2 separate regions of the Rattus norvegicus genome follow, and region 1 is linked to region 2. A link is a contact called in public Hi-C data. All regions are on one chromosome and are shown on one strand. The core of a region is the stretch at or near the end of the contact, and the rest is flanking DNA. Distances in the headings are between cores, read along the strand shown.

Region 1 (3,683 bases), core at 382-2,881, 220 kb before region 2:
GGGGAGCCCGCGGCGTTCCCCGGAGCCCCACCAGGCGACAGGCCAGGCGTAGCGCCAGCCAGCGCCGTGGCCGGGACGCCCCGCCCCGCGCCTCGAGCGCCCTCTGGCGGCCGCGCTCCTCGCGCTCCCGCGGGCTCGCGCTGCGCGCCTCGGCTCGACGTCGCTCCACCCGCAGTCGCAGCCAGCGCAGGAAGCCCAGGGCTGGTGCCACGCGCTGCAGCCGCGCCTTGAGACCCACGGGGACGCCACTGGCAAGCTGAGGAGACCCGAGGGCTGGGGGCCTCGGGCGCAGCCTGCGGAGCACTACGAGCGCGGCCAGCGGCGTCCGGTCCTGGGGTCCTGGGTCCCCTGCACCCACTCGCTTTCTGGCTCCCGCGTCACTCTCGCCCACAACCACTTGCACCTTCCTCGCCAGCTCTCCGACCTGGAGGCGCTGAGCCCCGGGAGCCTCCTCCACCGTCTCAGGTTCAGGGCCCGGCAGCTCAGCCTTTGGCTGCGCCTCGACGTCACTGGTGTCTACGGTCGCGCTAGAGTCCCGAGGACTCTGAGAGCCCCTGGGAATGCTGGAGGCTGCAGCTTCCCTGCCCAGGTCTGTCTCCTGGGACTCAGGGATCTTTTGTGAGAGACATCTGTGCCCAGCAGACCCGGGGCTCGAGTCTGTATCTGTCTGGGAATCGTCACTCGCTCTCTGAGACCCTGTCCCCGATGACCCTTCCCTGCTCTGGAAGTCCAAGGTGTGTCCTTCGCTGCCTGGATGGTTGCTATCAGGGCATTTGCCCTGCACCAGAGTTAGCTTGGGTCCTATAGTTGGGGCGCCTTCTGAGTTGGTATCGGAAGGCTCCATCTTGGGTGGCTGCTCCGGGGCTCCACCGCCCTGGCTGCTGCTGTCCTGGGCTTCGCGGGCTTCACTGTCCAAGCACGAGCTGCCACCATCTCCGCTCGACGCGTCCCCATCCCTGCCAGGCGTCTTTCCATGGCCTCGTCGAGTCGAAGGTCCCCGATCCTTTCCTCTCTTGCGGCGGCCGCGCTTGACTGTCCTCTCTTCTTCCCCGGGGATTCTCTGTTCCTCCCGGTGCTCCCCACAACTGTTCTCGGACTCGCGGCTCTCCGTGGGTCCGTGTCCCAGACGCTGAGAGCTGCCCTGCCTCTCCTGGGTCTCCTGAGATGTCCCAATTTCTGCACTTCTGCAGCGGTGGTTCCCCTCTCCGGTGGGCTTTCTGCGGCCTCCGGTGGTCTCTTTGCCTGCGGGGTCCTCAGATTCCGTAGCGGGCTTGGTCTTGTGGGCTTTGCCGCGGTCAGGCCTGCGGTCTCTGCTTGGGGCGCAGTCGGCGCTGGCGGACCCGGACTCCCGCTCGGCTGAGGCTGGTCTCCCAGGTCGAGCCCGGCGCTGATGTGTTTTGCCCTTGCTTCCGCCCATCCCGATGTCCTGATCCTTTTGCTCTCTAGTCTGACTGCCCACGGGTGCCCTGAAGTCTCGGTTGCTAGACGTTTTCTGCTCTCGCAGGGTTATGGGCTCAATCTGTCCCGGTCCTGGAGTCTCCCCTCCTGGGCAGCAGCGTAAATAATGCAGGAGGCAGCGGGTCCTGACCCCTGTGGCCAACAATGGAGTGATACTAGAGGAAAGAGGAGACGCTGGGGCTGCGGACAAAGGCCGTGGACAGGGCAAGGACGCCAGGACTCCTTGCCAGACAGGTCAGCCTGGCACTAGGCCAGACTGAGGAGGCCAGGCTCTACTTCATCCTCACTATAGGTCTACCAAGAGGGGCGGAACCAAGCTATTTTACGTGAGGGCTTCTCCAGGAGACAGGGATTGTCTGTGCCCAGCCGGGGTCGGGGACACTTGGGCATTCTTTTCTACTGTGAAATAATAACTTACCAAAAAGCGGATACGTATACACCTTGAACTGGGGTAAAGCCTGTGCGTCCCTTTGGAGTCATGGACGGAAAGTAGACTCAAGGAGGGTAGGAATCAAATCCAGTCCCCTAGAGGAGCAGCCAGTGTTCTCCAGCGCTACTCAGCCGGCTCTCCAGCCCCCAGAGCAACTAACCATTAGTAGCAGGAGACCTTCGTGGACCTTCTTCCCCCAGGCTGAGGAGGGCCCTGTGGATTCCAGGCAGGTCCTCTGTTAACAGAACTACATACCTAGCCCTCCCCACTGCTTTTCTCAAATAGCAATCATCACATCTTTGATATACCTCATTGGCTACAGTACTGCCACCGAGATTAGCACACAATGCTGTTTCATTCAATGGTTTGCCTAGGAGCTATGTATGTATGTATGTATGTATGTATGTATGTATGTATGTATGTATGTATGTATGTGTATGTATTTCAATACAGGGTTTGTGTAGTCTTGGCTGTCTTGAAACTCTCTCTGTAGACCAGGCTAGCCTCGAACTCAGAGATCCGTCTACCTCTGCCTCCCGAGTGCTGGAATGAAAGGCCTCCCCTCCACTCACTGCCTGGCCCTGAGGTTTGTGACGCATGCATGCAAAGCTTCTCTCTTCTGCCTTTTCAGTTGTACAGTGTCCTGATGAATTCATGCACTGTAATCTAACCAGTTGTTATTGATAGATTTTTGTTTGCTTTAAGACAGGGTTTCACTGTGCAGTTCTGGCTGTCCTGGAACTCACTGTATAGACCAGTCTAGACCAGACTGTCTGCCTGTCCCTGCTTCCTGAGTGCTGGGATCAAAGGCATCCACCCCCACCGCCTGGTTACTGGTAGATTTTTAGTTGTATTTGTGTGTATGCGTGTACACTCATACCTCAGTCCTTGAGTATGATCAGAGAGTAGACAGCTTGCAGGGGTCAGTTCTCTCCTTCCACCCTGTGTGGCCTGGGGATTGAACCCAAGCTGTCAGGCTTGGTGGCAAGTGCCACTGGACTAACTTGTATGCCCTTTGGTGGATATTATTTATTTACTTTTTGTTTTAATTTTTATTTTTTGAGACCGGGTCTCTTTACATAGCCATGGCTGTCCTGGAACTTACAATGTAGACCAGGCTAGCCTGGACTGCCTCCCAAGTGAGTGCTGGGACTAAAAGCCTGTGTTAGTTCTGATGGATTTCTTTTTTTTTTTTTTTTTTTTCCCGGAGCTGGGGACCGAACCCAGGGCCTTGCGCTTCCTAGGTAAGCGCTCTACCCAGCCCTCTGATGGATTTCTTTCCTTTCCTTTCCTTTCCTTTTTCTTTTCCTTCCTTCTTCCTTCTCTCCTTTCTTTCTAAAACTGAAGTTTCTGGGCTATGGTGGCGGCACATGCCCATAGTCCCAGCACTCAGAGGCAGAGGCAAAGGCAGAGGCAGGTTGATCTCCGAGTTCCAGAAGGCTGGTCTGCAGAGTGAGTTCTAGGACAGCCAGAGCTAACCTGGGGTGGGGGCAGGGGCGAGGGCACAAGATCCTCGCCCAAGTAACCAGTTATTCCTGCTGCCAACTATGCCTTAATTGCAGTGGCCTGGGGGGAGAGGGGTCCCCACCAGAATGTGTATCCATTTTTACAGGAGTCCTCATCCCTTCTTGGTAAAGGCTTTTCATGGATGGCCTGCTGAGGGGAGGTAACCCCTCACCTGTGTTCTATTAGGAAGTTCAATAAACCCATTCGTTCCCCAAGGATGAACTCTGGCAGATCACGCCTCAGTTTGTTACTGGGATCTTAGGAGGAGGGATAGATACCAATAGTCCTG
Region 2 (3,736 bases), core at 1,091-3,590:
AAAAAAAAAAAAAAAAGAAGATGGCTCAGTGGATAAGAATACTTACAAGTATGAGGACATGAGTTCGAATCCCCGCCACCCAGGTAAAAAATGACCCCAGCACTGGTGGTGGTAGTGGTGGAGGACCGGGAGGATAGGACAGAAACAAGTGGATTCCGGGAGCTCGCTGGTCAGTTAGCATACCCAAACAATAGCAAGCTAACCCTGAGAGACCCTGTTTCAAGGCAATAAGGAGGAGTAACACACCCTGCTTTGAGCCCTCATATGCACACAGGCACCTGTATGCAATACACACAACATACGACCAGTGTAAACCGGATCAAAGACATAGGCGTAAGCTGAAGGGCACGTCCATGCATCAGAACACACAGTGGAAAGAAACTGGAATTGGCCCTGACTTGAGGTTTTCCCGTTTCTGAGTGCTGGGATCTTCCTCTGATCGTGTCTGCCTGGAGAAATCTTTATGAACCTTTGCCTAGGCGTGGTCCACTCCTCCCGCCCTGGCAATATGACTAGAGTTCATTTAAATTAAAAACTTCTGGCCTGGAGAGATGGCTCAGCGGTTAAGAGCACTGACTGCTCTTCCGGAGGTCCTGAGTTCAATTCCCAGCAACCACATGGTGGCTCACAACCATCTGTAATGGGATCTGGTGCCCTCTTCTGGTGTCTGAAGATATAGCTACGGTGTATTCATATACATAATAAAGAAATTAAAAAACAAAACAAAACAAAACAAAACAAAAAAAACTTCTAGGCCAGGCATGACGACTCAGATCGGAAGTGAAGGAAGGAAGACCAGGGGTTATGGGTCATTCACAGCCACGTAAAAAGTTTGAGGACACATGAGAACCTATTTTAAAAAAAGAATTAGTTCCTGATACTTGAAGGCTGGCTCTGGAGATGACTCAGTCGGTAAAGAAGCTTGCTACCTAGATTGACAACTAAATTCAGTCTGTAAGACACTGTGGAAGGAGAGAACTGATTCTTGCAAGCTGTCCTCCGACCTCTCCTTCCCTCCTTCTGTACCATGACCACACACACACACACACACACACACACACACACACACACACACTCCACACACAAATTGATCTTTAAAAATTCTTGCCACTTCTGCTACCTGGAGGACAAACTGAGAAAAGCTATCTAGAGATTCATTACTGCTCAGCCAGCTGTTTCTTGAGGTGTATTTAAAAAAAAACCAAAAACGGGTTACAGTGATGGCTCAGTGGTTAACCGCACTGATGGTTCTTCCAGAGGTCCTGAGTTCAATTCCCACTCTTCTGGTGTGTGTCTGCAGTGTACTCATATAAATAAAAATAAATAAATCTTTTTAAAACATTGCATCAAGGGCTGAAGAGATGGCTCAGCAGTTAAGAGCACCGACTGCTCTTCCAGAGGTCCTGAGTTCAATTCCCAGCAGCCACACGGTGGCTCACAACCATCTGTAATGGGATCTGATGCCCTCTTCTGGTGTGTCTGAAGACAGCTACAGTGTACTTACATATAATAAATAAATAAATCTTAAAATAAAAAGATGAAATAAAGAACTTTAAAAAAAGAAATTGCAGCAAATGGCTTAGATCTCAGATCAGTTAAACTTTTTGTTTGTTTTAGGGGACAGAGAGTCTCACGTAGCTTAGGCTGTCCCTGTATCAGGGGATGACGTTGGACTACTGATCATCCTTCTGGTGCCTAAGTTTCCTCAGGGGTACAACCCCCTTAAAGGTTCTTTTTTTTTCTTTTTTTTTTTTTTCCGGAGCTGTGGACCGAACCCAGGGCCTTGCGCTCTACCACTGAGCTAAATCCCCAACCCCCCCTTTAAAGGTTCTTATCCCCGAGGTCTAACCTCGACCCAACTCCAGTCCTCCAGGCTAGTAATACCAGGTTTCCCGCCATCTTTTCCAAGTTTAAATTATATGGATTCTGAGACTACATTGATTTGAAAAAAAAAAAAAAATGGGTCAAGTTTGTCGGGAACCTAACATCCCACCCCCTCCGCCGACCTCAGAGGATAGGGCCAGTGGTAGAGGCCTCCTAGGTCGTAAAAGCCAGCTTCACCATCCGTATTTACGACGTCGGGAATGCGCACGCGCACTCTGTGGGACTACTCCTCCCAGGAGTCTCTACGCTCCTTCCCAGGGGGAAGGGCTTCGAAGCGGAAGACTACATTACCCAGAAGTACCTCGGAGGTGACATTGGATGGGCCCTCCGACCTACAAACGATTCGCCCAGCGGCGGCCAGAAGCTGCGCAGTGATTGGCCCAGCAGCCTGTCAGTTACTGGCAAGTGCAGTTAAGTTTTGCTGTTGGGCTATACTGAGAGGTACGGAGAGCTGAGCTGGAGGAGTCCGGCCGAGCCTAAAGTATCAGGTGAGTGGACCTCTGGCTTTGCTCTCTTCCTGGTACCCTCGAGGGCCGGTACCCCCACTCCGTGTGTCCGAACACAGAAGGGCAGGTATCCACTGGGGCGGGGACGGATGCTCACGTGGCACACCTGACCCCAGGAGCATCTTCAGAGGCACTGAAGGCGAATCCCTCCCAGCGCAGCCACCATCGTTGGCATTTGTACATGGGGTGTCCACTGCCCCGGAGTCACGGAGACCCCAACCCCCGGTACGCCTGGACAGTGTACTCACGCGGGGCCGATTGCAGAGCTCCTCAACAGAGCACATGGGCTCTCGGTTACTCACCGAAGGACACCTGTCCACCCGACAGTGGAGTCCGATATAAAAAAGGGACAGGCAGGGTGAAGAAACTCGCTTGCACCCCATCACTGTCACTCAGGTCAGCAGCCGTCCTCTCTCAATCCTGCATTTCTATTTATTTATATTATACATCATTTTTATCTGTTTAGATATCAAGATTATTAGTGCGCGAAGATTTCTGAATAAACAGGAGATTAATTTTTCCCTCTACTTATTTTTGTTATTGGTTTGCGTCTGTGTAACCCAGGCTAGACTCAAACTTGTATTATTAAGGATGACCTTGAACTCTTGGTCCTCCTGCTTCCAACCTCCCAAGGACTGGGACTACTGACTACACTGCCTTGCTGGTTTGTGCTTCTCATGGAGACCAAACCCAAATGTAATACTTTCTTTTACAATACTTTGCCCGGGTTGTAAAAAATGTTTGTGTCTTTGTAGTTTTCTGGAAGACAAACATTTTTAAAGCTTTTTAGGTGTGTATGACTTAACTGGTTTTTGTCACTTAATTTGATGAGTGGTTTGAACCAAGGCAGTCAGATGTCATCTCCCCCTTCCCGCAAGGGAAAGTCGAGTTGGTATTTTATTTCGTTTAAAAGACTATTTACTTTTATTTTGCTGTGAATGAGCATTTTGCCAGCATGTATTTCACCACACGCAGCCTGGGGCAGGAGACGGCCAGAAAGAGTTTCAGATCCCCAGAGATTGGAATGAAGACTGCTGTGAGCCTTCTTGTGGGTACTGTGAATAAGACCTAGGTCGTCAGAAAGAGCAACAGTCAGAGTCTGGTGGTGGTGGCACATTGCCTTTAATCCCAGAACTCAGGTAATAACCCATGGACAGGTGGGTCTCTGGGTTCAAGGCCAGCCTGCTCTGCAAGTTACAGGGCATCCAGGGCTATAGAGAGAAACCCTGCCTCGAAAAAACAGTGAACAACAAAAACAAAAGAGCAGTAGGCAATGCCCTTAACCACTGAGCCATCACTCCGGCCCTGGAGCTGACGTTTTAAAAGCTGCCTGTGGTTTATGAGAG

Evidence for each region. A called contact is a pair of places that touch in the nucleus more often than the background predicts.
Region 1: a Hi-C map of liver shows a contact between it and region 2, with 3 times the contacts expected there. The contact joins the promoter of Myo15b here to the promoter of Slc25a19 in region 2. A contact is called at or near these places in 5 of 12 Hi-C or Micro-C datasets (frontal cortex, kidney, liver and 1 more).

Annotation. Positions count from the first base shown.
Region 1 is chr10:101,585,620-101,589,302 of GRCr8, reverse strand. It overlaps Myo15b (myosin XVB), which reads right to left and starts at 1,631. Exons shown (of 63, transcript NM_001402394.1): 1 at 1-1,631. The coding sequence starts at 1,417.
Region 2 is chr10:101,364,955-101,368,690 of GRCr8, reverse strand. Slc25a19 (solute carrier family 25 member 19) reads left to right here and starts at 2,340. Exons shown (of 7, transcript NM_001007674.1): 1 at 2,340-2,372.